Linked DNA regions of Mus musculus: region 2 is linked to region 1. A link is a contact called in public Hi-C data. All regions are on one chromosome and are shown on one strand. Each heading gives the region's core, a stretch centred on a gene start, on an enhancer-like site or on the middle of the called end of the contact. The rest is flanking DNA. Distances are from core to core; before and after follow the strand shown.

Region 1 (5,638 bases), core at 2,172-4,671:
ATTTTTGTTGCCTAGCACATAAGTAGTACCTGTACATTTTAATTTATTCCTCTTACATGGGAATTTAAAATGCCATATTTTTTTCTGCTTCCATTATTGTAGTTTTGAGTGATGATTCATCAGCGCAATGGCCTATTTAAGTGAACCACAATAGCTTGGGTAGAAAGAAAAAAAAAAAAAAAGATTCAACATACTCAGGAATGGAAAGCAGCCATCTTTTTATAGCTAAAATTGCAAACATCTGGCAATTACCCTCTTCTACCTCCCCTCCAAAGCGAAGAATTGTCCCTTCAACCGGAGCCTGCTGCTGTGTTTAATCAAGACAGCTATGCAAGCCTTAAGGAGCAATAGGTTTTGATTCAAGGAGGCCATTGCCTCACCCACTTGGACAGAGAAGCTTTGGAAAACACACCGCGTAATGTTCCCCATATGCTACTGTGTTACATAATGATACTAGTGGTGGCATGGCAGTTAATAACTATAGAAAGCCAGCCCGGCTACTCAGTCCAACTTTCTTGTGTGGCTCTCTAAGCAGTTGTCATATTTGAAATGTTTACTGGTCAGGTCAAGTTCGCCTCTCTGTATCTTCTTAAACCTTTTGTGTCCTGGGTCAAAGAGTCTACTAAATCAACCCAGCTAATAGTTTCTGACTTGATTGTTTTATAAAGCGGTCTAGGGATGTTGAAGGAATAAATCCATGTCCTTTGAACACTTGGCCTTGCCCTTTCAGTGAAACATCTTACTCTCCTACCCCACCCTCATCTCTTCCTCTGATCATTTTTTATGAAACTACTTCTTCCTTGACTGGCAAAAGCCGTCTCTGTGGGCAAGGGAAGTGAGAGAGGCTGGTGGTTTGCAATAGATGCTGAGAATGGTGACTTCCTCATCTTTCTTTTTCTCAGGGCTGACCCGTATGTTCACTGTGGCCCTGGCAATGCCTTTCTTTTCTGTTCCCATGTATCTTTCCTGTCCTCTGGGTCTCTGAAGGCTAGAGGTGAACTTCACCTTTCACATCTTGGGCTGTTCCCATTCGTCAAAGGGGATCATGGGAAAGATTTTTACTTATCACTGGACAAGGTATAGTAGGAACAGAAATCAAGGTTCAGTGTCCTGGTGGTTCTCAAAAACAGTCTCACATACTAAAAATAGGCCATTCTCTTGTCCTAGTATTATGCTGCCTTTAGTCATAGACTTACTGTGAGGCCTTTGAGAGCTTTATTCCCTTGCTATATGTTATTTCACCTTGGTACCACTGCATTGAATGATTGGAACTAGAGCTTTCTCCCTGGCTTTACTAGGCCATCCATTCCCAAAGTCTGAGTGAAATCTGTTAACACCTCATCAAACTAAGTCTGATTTGGGAAGAGTGAATGGGCAAAGTTTCTAGCTTAAAAAATGAAGGTAGGGATGGGAACTTTAAATAACCTAAAGTGCACAGGTTATTCAACACAGTTACTCCATGTAAAGTCAGATAAAATGATGGTGTCTGTAACATCAAAAAGAATGTGCTCACTTCTGTCAGTCCTTGCCCATTTATATGGTGATCACCTTGTTCTAGGTATGCATCTTCAACTTGAAATACTTTATTATCACCAGTATTGTCACCATGACATGTTTCCTTCATACTACATTTATTCAATGATCCATCCCACATTTCACTTTTACCAACAGAGTTACAGTCTATAAACTCATTTAAAAATATTTATTTAGTTACTTTACATCCCAGTCTCCCAGCCCCTTGACTCCTTCCAGTACCCCTGCTTACATGAGGCAATGAACTTGGACTCTTTTGGGCTTCCCTAGACTAAAGGTTCAAGCAAGCGCTCACAGGGCTGCTTGTTAAGTTTTAGGTTGTTCAACCTTTGACCTAGGTTATCTTGTTTGCCAGTTCAGATATCTCTTAGTACTTTGATATTTCCTTTTTCTTTTTATGAAAATAGGATAATTATGTCTCTCCTCTGTCTGTATCAGTCACTTGTAATGTTCCTATCATAGTTACACAGCATCGGGACTTGTGTATAGAGGACCAAATCCACAGGCTGGCTGGAAAAGTGATCATGTCTTTGGAAGCTTGCATGATCTCAGTACAGAGGCAGCAGTAGCTGTTGCTCTCTGACCCTTTGCTGCTTTGGTCTTTGGTGTGTGTTTGGAGCATTTCCCATCCATAAACACCTGGAGTAGACGCATGATGAGGACTCCTTCCTAAAATGTAGGAAAGTCTCTGAAGCAACCTATGGGAACAGACACATAACTCAAAGCCTGATGTTTAAGCACAAGTTTGATCAAGTAAAGATGCTTTTACAGTGTGCTTGACAATGTTGGTCTTCTCTCTTAGCATGCCCTGGATTCAGATTTTTGATATAGATTTTTATGTGTTCCATCCATTGCATAATTTGAAACACACACACACACACACACACACACACACACACACACACACCAGGTCTCTTAGCTTCTTAATAATTTTATTATTTCATAGATCTGCAGACATAATTCCATTAAATAGAGGACTCTTCTGAGAAATCTTTTGCTAATGGTAAATTTAAAGCTTTTTGTTGTTGTTGTTGTTGTTTTCTGATCACATTTCTCTGGGTTGAATTAATCCATATATAAACATTACTAGTTTTATAGTGAAATTGCCATCTGCCATCATGTTGTCTTATCCTTCAACATGGTCTAGCTGAGACCAGGTCCAAATCTTGGCTAAGTCTCTGTCTGGTGACTATAGAGAATCTTCATTCTTTTGTACAACGAATTTGGCACATATTATCATGCCATTAAGTGGAAGTGGTTTTGGAAGTGGAAGGAGAATAAAGCTGGAGCCCCAGGGGAGGATGGAGACTTGGAGAATGATGGGTACCATGCAGGTGGCATCAGACCACCCTTACTACCACTGCTTTTCCCACTCTTTGAAGAATAATGGTTTCTCCTAACTACTTAGAGCCTTTTCAAGTTTGGCTTTGTTCTGAACAGCACTCCTAGATCGTCTTCATGCATGCTCAGTATAAAAGACTGTGGGTGGGAAAGATCTACCAGGCTTAATGCTGATGTTTTGTCTTAGTAACACTGACTAGAAGGTGGCATGCAGCCAGATAGGGTTAACAGGACATCAGGGAGGTTGTGGAAATGTGTGAAAATGGACAAAACACACCAGTAATCACAATAGTTACCAAACAATGGGCTAGTTTTCTCAGTTGTCAAAACAGTGTGACAGAACAACTCAGCTTCATTTCCATCCAGATCTAAACTGTAGGATGGTGCTATTCACTTTCAGCAATTGTTTGACAATGGTTTACTCCTGAAAGACATGGAATCAAATTGTTTCCACAAAACACAAATTTAGTTATGTTATAAAATTGACCTTTGGATGTCTACTCTGTGTTCCCTGTCAGCAGTCCCATGGGTTAATGTTTTACTTGTTCTTTCTCCAAAGTCTTTGCACAGTGTATGTTCACATGCTTAAGTGTATCTAGTTTACTAGTGAGATCTCATTAAGCATGTTCCGGTTTCTTGTTATATCCTTTTTATAGCATTATTACAGCTTGGCACTAACATTTTTTGTTTTGAAACAAATTAAATTGAAACTCAGACAGATAATAAACAAGCTATCCAAGGTCTTGTGGCTTACAAAAAAAAATGGAGACTTTGATTTGAGTACAGCTATGTCTAAATGCCAGTTCCATAGTCTAATGTTCCGACTTGTAAAGTCTGTGTAAGAATTTTTTTGTTGAGTGTGCACACACTGAACTATGGATAACTGTGTGGCTATAGGTAGATAGATATCAAAATTGGAAGGGAACAAATTTGTTTTTGAAAGTGTGTCAGAGTGGAACCCAGCCAGGACAACTTCAATTTTGATAAAAATTAAAACCTTAAAGGAATGAATGGAATTTGAGTAATAAAAGCTCACAGTGATGGTGACGGAAACTGTCAGCCTGCTGTCTTTGTAAAGATGTTATAGATTATCCTATGTGAGCTTGCTTTGAAGCTTTGAATGTAGAAAAGGTAACTGAAAATGTCTATTGTTTAGAAATGTTGTAACTGTGTGTGTGTGTATGTGTGTGTGTGTGTATGTGTGTGTGTATGTGTGTGTGTATGTGTGTGTATGTGTGTGTATGTGTGTATGTGTGTATATGTGTGTGTATGTGTGTATATGTGTGTGTATGTGTGTGTATGTGTGTGTGTATGTGTGTGTGTGTATGTGTGTGTATGTATGTGTGTATGTGTGTGTGTGTATGTGTGTGTGTATGCGTGTGTATGTGTTTGTATGTGTATGTGCTCTTGCATGCTCATGCCTTTGAATGTGTTTCTGTGTGTCTTTATAACTCATGGAATTCAGTTCTCTTTGATGCTTTGGTTTTGTTGATTACATTCAGGTCAACAAGCTTTGTGCTTCTACCTCCAGGGCCCATCTTGAGAGCCCAATAAAAAAATCCCAGGTTGACTCTTCGATGGAGGAATTGATAGAAAAGTAGATTAAATGGTTGCATCTTTCCAGCTGTCTGAAGGAAATATCAATCCAGGATAGCAATGATCCCCCTTGAGAATCTTTACTCGTATCTTATATATTTTACTGTCTTCTCCTTGATTTCTTGGTCTGTTCAGAGGTCTCCTTTTGTAAGAAACTCCTAACTCTTCCTGAAGCTTTAACCACTGGGGTAAATGGGTGGGCAAGCTGAATAGGAGACTCAGGGAAGGGAACTGAAGCCCAACACTTAGTTGTACACACATTGAGCAAACACATGGGTTTTTCATGTTTTCTGCCCTGAGCTGGTTAGGATTGGAAACAGAAAAATGTAATCTTTGCCTGGCTCTTTATAGTAGTAAAGGAATAAGAAATTAAAGCCTGACCAAGAAGGATCTTAAGAGACCTTATCCAAGATGGAGAGATGAATTCAGAACTTTCCCACAAATGATGTAAGGAACTATTGTCTTAATAGGTAACTCAGAACTCTTAAAGAAGTACATTGCAGTGTATCAGCTGCTGCAGGAATGGGTACTGGGCAACCGCCATAGCCCCTCCCTTAAAGGAGGATAAATCCTTTGACTCCATGTGCAAAGGAGCTCAGGGAATACTGATCTGCAGCAGTGAGAGGGTTAAAAAAGTCCATCATTGTATAAGAGGCCCTGCGATCTTGTCTGAACCATGTCAGGATGTTGCCTGCACGCTGTCTTTGCTGATCACAGTAATCCGGTCATAAGAGAAAGAGAAGTAATAAGAGTGTCTCTTAGCAACCAACCCCAGGAGAAAGAGAAAATTACTCAAACTGAGCCATTCAGCTAGGGAAGTAGAAAGAAAAATATTCTGAAAGTCTGAAAATGCTCAAGTTCAGTCTTCAATGCCGCAGACAGAGGTGGCAGGCTGGGGTGGGTGTGTTAGTAACAAAAATCTGTGAGAAATTGAAATGTTCTCTCTTTCGCTTTCCTTCTGTTTCCTGCCACCTCACCCTATAAGATACAGGAGTAAGAAAGGGTGAGCCAAAGAAGGCTAAAAAGTCCTTCTTTCCCACTATAGGACCTGGGTGGTTGAAGCATGGGAGAAGAGAAACGGAACTCACTCACTCTCTCTCTCTCTCTCTCTCTCTCTCTCTCTGTGTGTGTGTGTGTGTGTGTGTGTGTGTGTGTGTGTGTGTGTGTG
Region 2 (5,638 bases), core at 910-3,409, 130 kb after region 1:
AGATGGCTGATCCCACAGTTTATTTGCCACGGAACAGTTAGATTTGGGCATTTTCAATGTCGTTGCATTCCTTGATTGATATATAATTTGGGGAGTTGAGCTTTCTGCTGCTGGTTAGATGTGGATCTTTAATACTTTTTACCAAATTTCCATTCTAAACAGGATCATTTTGGATTCATGTATAAACCTCATGACAGTCTTCATATCCTCTTGAATAAGGATGGATTTACCAGTATCACTACCTCCCTTGTCTTACAGTAGCAATATCAATTAGGAGTGCCTGACATGGAGCTAAATTACAATAAATGCCTCCTTAATTAGAAAAAGGAGTTCTATTTGCTTGACTATACATGCAATATATTATTTTAATGTGTTAGTTATTGGTTACTCTTTAATTTTTGTTTCTTTATTGTTTTGTTTTATTTTGTTTTAGGCAGGGTTTCTCCATGTAGCTCTGGCTATCTGGGAACTCGCTGTCTAGGCCAGGGTGGCTTTGAACTCAGAGTTCCTCCTCTCTCTGCCTCCATAGTACTGGGATTAGAAATGTGTTCTACCACCTACCAGCCTTTTTTATATATAAACATGTTTTTAGTATGAGCCCCAAACTGGCCTGAAAATCACTCTGGCTCTTGGGTTGCCTCTGAATTTGTTGTAATCCTGCTGCTTCGACTTTTTACCTCCATACCCCAATGAATGCATTTAAAATTACCCTTTGAACTGTTTCCCCAGAACACATGAATTGAGAACTTACATTTAAAAAACCATTATTAAAAGGAAAATAAATAGCTCAGTTTGCGGGCATATGCCCTGTGATCCTAGCACTCAGAAGTCTGACATAAGTTCAAGGCCAGCCTCAGCTATTTGGTGAGACTCCCATCTAAAACAAACAAACAGCACAGCAAATGCTTCTCAGAAAGAGAACCATGTTATAATTTGTGTCTTAGAGGCATTAGAGACTGAGGGCGCCACTGGAATTAAGCATGTATCCAGTGTGTCCATGCATTTGTTGTCTGTTCTGTGAGGAAAAATACAGGTCTGATGTTGCAGTTTTCTTAAGGGGACAACAATTCATTCACTGATCAATGTCTTTCTAAATTTCTGCTGTGGACTATGATATTGTAAACTATTTAGGGTGTCTTGTTGAGTAAAAGTGACTGGCCCCCTTCCCTTGAGAAAGCAAACACGTATACAAATGATAATAAAGAACAGGAGAGTTTGGAGCTGAGACGAAAGGATGGACCATCTAGCGACTGCCATACCCGGGGATCCATCCCATAATCAGCCTCCAAACGTGACACCATTGCATTTGACAGCAAGATTTTGCTGAAAGGACCCTGATATAGCTGTCTCTTGTGAGGCTATGCTGGGGCCTGGCAAACACAGAAGTGGATGCTCACAGTCAGCTATTGGATGGAACACAGGGCCCCCAATGGAGGAGCTAGAGAAAGCACCCAAGGAGCTAAAGGGGTCTGCAACCTTATAGGTGGAAGAACAATGTGAACTAACCAGTACCCCTGGAGCTCCTGTCTCTAGCTGCATATGTAGCAGAAGATGGCCTAGTCAGCCATCATTGGGAAGAGAGGCCCCTTGGTCTTACAAATTTTATATGCCTCAGTATGGGGGAATGCCAGGGCCAAGAAGTGGGAGTGGGTAGGTAGGGTCTTAGAGGACTTTTGGGATAGCATTTGAAATGTAAATGAAGAAAATACCTAATTAAAAAAATAATAATAAAAAAGAGCAAAAAATAAAGAAAGAACAGAAGAAATGAGATATACTCAGAGAGAGAGAGAGAGTTCAGGTCAAGTTATTTTGAACTTAAGAACTAGACAGTTAATCTGAGAGAGGATTCGGGCCAACGTTTCTTTAAGAACCTGATACTTGTTTAACCAAAATCAATGTCTGAAATGTGAGAGAACTTGGTACCTTGGATATGGATGAGAGCTTGTATGTGGCATGTCGGTCAGACAAGAAATGAAGTGGCATAGGACATTATCCTTACTAACTTCGTGAAGACTTTTAAATGACAAAGTAATGAGACTGTATACGTGTGAGGGAGAAATCCCTCCAGCTACAGGGAATGATTTTCTAGGGGTGGACCAAACGTCTGAGGGAGCTGGAGAAGAGCAAGAGCTTTCTTAGTAGATATTGCGAAATGTGGACATATCTGACGTAGGACACTCCCTGAGTCGTAGCCACATTCAGTGTTTAAACAGTAACAAGGGAACGTCTCACCAGATCAACATCTGTTATGGAAAGCTTTTTGTTTTCTATAACATACGGAAAATATGTTTTCCTAAAAAACATATAAGGCATTCAAGTCAATAGATGAAAAGAGTAAATTGAACATGCAAGTCTAGGGTTCAGAATACAGATAAACTCTGGAGAGAGAAACTGTTAAGAACTTTTGTGATATTGATCATGTTTCGAGCTGTAGCTATGGACCTAAAGAGAGAAGGTGCAGAAAAGAGATTATGTAGCAGATTAAGGGCTCATGGGCAGCATGGTGATTATTTTCATTGTTACTAATTTATGTTAAGATTAGATAATTATTTGTAATGACATGAAATTCTGTTTAATCCAGATATGTAGATTTCTGTACCCTTAGACTGAATAAGTGATAAAGATGAAAACATTCTCAGGGGTAGTAGATTAATGTCTCATTTTCAGTGGTTCTCAGCTGGAATGGATGTACCTAGTGACCAGGGGGAGATTGGAAAGTGATAGTCACCTATTGGTCATCTTATTTGTTTGTTTGTTTGTTTGTTTGTTTGTTTGTTTATTATGAGGCAGGGTTTCTCTGTATAGTCCTGGGTGTCCTGGAACTTACTCTGTAGACCAGGCTGGCCTTGAACTTAAAATCTGCCTGCCTCTGCCTCCCATGTGCTGGGATTAAAGGCGTGTGCTACCACTGCCTGGCTTGTCATCATCCTTATTATGGGGCACTATCAACATTGAATGAGCCAGAAGTCAACATGTCTATTGTAAGCCTTAAGGGCACAGGTAGTGCTCCTTGAGAAGATGTCACTAGCTGTTGGCCACAGCTCTTCCTCTGGGCCACTGACAGGATGATGCCTGGGTCTCTCTGTGTTCTCTCCTCCCCAACTCTCCCTTCTCTGTGTTAAATAACTATGTCTACTCACCAGTCCAATCCACTTTAAAGTAGAAGATAGTTCTCTCTGTTCAGGTTGCAAATCTCTTTTCTGAGTCTGGTGGCTCACCTTCCTTAGCCTCTATGTGAAGCCTTTATGGATGAGTTCTTCAACAATACTTGCTCGAGCATGTCCCTTTTATTGTTCTTTGGTCCTGCTTTGGGGAATCCTAATTTAAGGCCATCTTCCCCAACTTATCATTTGTCTCAAATATATTTTCCTGGGAAACTTGTAATTCTAAAATAACAAGACTTAATTTTAACTTCCTAATTTCATTGTCTGTTAAGTTACAAGATTCTATTGAATTTGGAATTTTTGTTTAATTTTATACTGTCATTTTAGGAGGCAAACTTGTTATTTATTTTTTTAAACCAAGCATCTTGGATGTTGCTATATAGGTGAAGAATCTCTTTCCTTTCAGGCTGAAGGTAGCCATCATAATTTCCAATAGAAGTGTGTGTGTGTGTGTGTGTGTGTGTGTGTGTGTGTGTGTGTGTGTGTGTTTTAATTATTAAAACACATACTATACATATTCATAGATATATGCCCAGTTAAATAAGACCTTGATATTATGTAACAGACCACATTGAAAAGTAAATCAAACCTAGAAAAATCAATTGTAACATTAGACAATGTAACATGTACAGAGGTGAAACTGATTGCAGAAGGGATCAGCTCTGCTTTCTTTGATGATTCATCCACAAAAAAACATAGAACTCACACTTTGAATGTCTCACAGACTCAACTATGAATGTATATAGTGCCTGAGTAACTAGCCTAATAGAAAGCACTTTCCCTATGATAGCTGTGAAGCCATGCCCCAGGACCAATGTTTAAAACCACACCATTTGAAAAGTGATACCAACAATAATTGCATTTAGAAAGTGAATTAGTGTAGCCCTCACTTCTTAGAAATAATTTTCCTCTTAATAAGCACAGATACACATACACGCACAAGCACATCCTTGAATGATAGTTGTTACAGGGCTCCAACTCCAGAGGCATTATATCCATATTGGAAATACCATTAGATCTCTCCTATATGCAAAACCCCAGTTTCAATTTTTATGCACATTTGCATGTATGTAGGTGTAACTGAGGGTATTGGTAATGTAGGTAATGTAGGGTTTCAGGAAAGGAGTTGAGAGGGTAATAGACTGTGCTTGACATCACAGTGGAAAGGACTCAGGAGTTGAAGGATACAAATGGGAAGGGGGAGAAGTGGGAAAGGAACACCATCCAATGCTGAGCGTGTATGGAAATGCCAAATGGAATCCATTACTTTGCTAAGCACTTAAAAAGAAAACCATTCCTAGGCAAGCTCTCCCACTCTTCCCTTATTTCTGCTGTGTGTTCTGTTGCGTGTACACTGGCACGTGTTTGTATATTTTTATAAGTGTTGTTAAAACTAGTATATTTTGGTGTATACGATTTTCTTCCAAAGTTTTACATATTTTATCTGATTGGACATGAAAGGAAAAAGAGCAGGCATCATTATTTTAAAGTGTATATATTTATGTTCTTCCTAGTTAAGGAAAACTGTGCCAATGCTTATCTGGTCCACATATTCAGTTAATTGAGGAGTCATGTTGCTGAATATTTTCTGTTTATTGGATTATTTGATAGTTCCAAGAATATATTTTTGACATTTCATTTTATTTTTTGATTTTGTTGGAATTCTTGAATTTTTGTCATGATTTAACATTTTCATTTTGAAAATCGAGCACATTTAAATATCACACTTATCTATACATACATGTATGTGTGATTTTCTGGGAGTCAAATCTTTTTATGTGCTACTTTTCTGCTGTTCGTTTTCAAGCCTCTTCAGTGTATATTAATGAAGCTCTGTTGTGCTACATGGGAGGAAGGTAGATCCCTTTACCCTCGGACACAAGGGAGAATCAAGGCAAATAAGACAAGACAAGGGTTCATCTCTTAATGCTATCTATTAGGAGCAGGGCATCACCTTCCCTTTTGCTTGTGTCTGGAAAGCTTCATGTTTTTCTTTCTATTGTGACAAAACTTTCACTGTATAACACATTATTGATGATAGTGAGCGAACTGTTAAACAGTGAGCCTTCACAGCTTATCTTGCTTGACTGCAAGCAAATCAACTGACCGGGAACTCCCTATTTAATATTCCCATTTGTGCTGGTTAGTTTTATGTCAGAAACTAACATAACTAAAATGAAGTGAAAGGAGGGAGTCTCAGTTGACGAAAAATGCCTCCGTAAGACTATGTTGGAAGCAGACCTGTAGGGCATCTTCTCAATTAGTGATTGATGGCTGGAGGGGATAGCCCGTTGCTAGTATTGCCATCCCTGGGCTGGTAGTCCTGGGTTCTATTAAAAAGCAGTCTGAGCAAGACATGTGGAGCACGCACGTAAGGAGCATCCTTCCATGGCCTCTGTATCAGCTCCTACCTTGCTTGAGTTCTTGTTCTGACTCCCCACGTGATGGACAGAGTGATGTGGGGGTATAAACCA

Evidence for each region. Hi-C and Micro-C count contacts between places; a contact is called where the count stands out from the background.
Region 2: a contact with region 1 is called in a Hi-C map of liver, with 1.8 times the contacts expected there. The contact joins two enhancer-like sites. A contact is called at or near these places in 2 of 484 Hi-C or Micro-C datasets (embryonic stem cells and liver) and 2 of 115 datasets of contacts at active chromatin or transcription factors (bone marrow-derived macrophages and embryonic stem cells).

The regions. Positions count from the first base shown.
Region 1 is chr16:24,619,335-24,624,972 of GRCm38.p6, forward strand. All of the region lies in intron 5 of Lpp (LIM domain containing preferred translocation partner in lipoma), which reads left to right. Among named protein-coding and RNA genes, the nearest start is that of Mir28a, 210 kb to the right of the region's middle. Within about 2 kb of position 3,422, at least 15 of the 459 cell types and tissues checked have an H3K27ac peak or open chromatin away from gene starts, as enhancers often do. A contact at or near this core is called in liver, where this site is marked.
Region 2 is chr16:24,754,187-24,759,824 of GRCm38.p6, forward strand. All of the region lies in intron 7 of Lpp (LIM domain containing preferred translocation partner in lipoma), which reads left to right. Among named protein-coding and RNA genes, the nearest start is that of Mir28a, 71 kb to the right of the region's middle. Within about 2 kb of position 2,160, at least 4 of the 459 cell types and tissues checked have an H3K27ac peak or open chromatin away from gene starts, as enhancers often do. A contact at or near this core is called in liver, where this site is marked.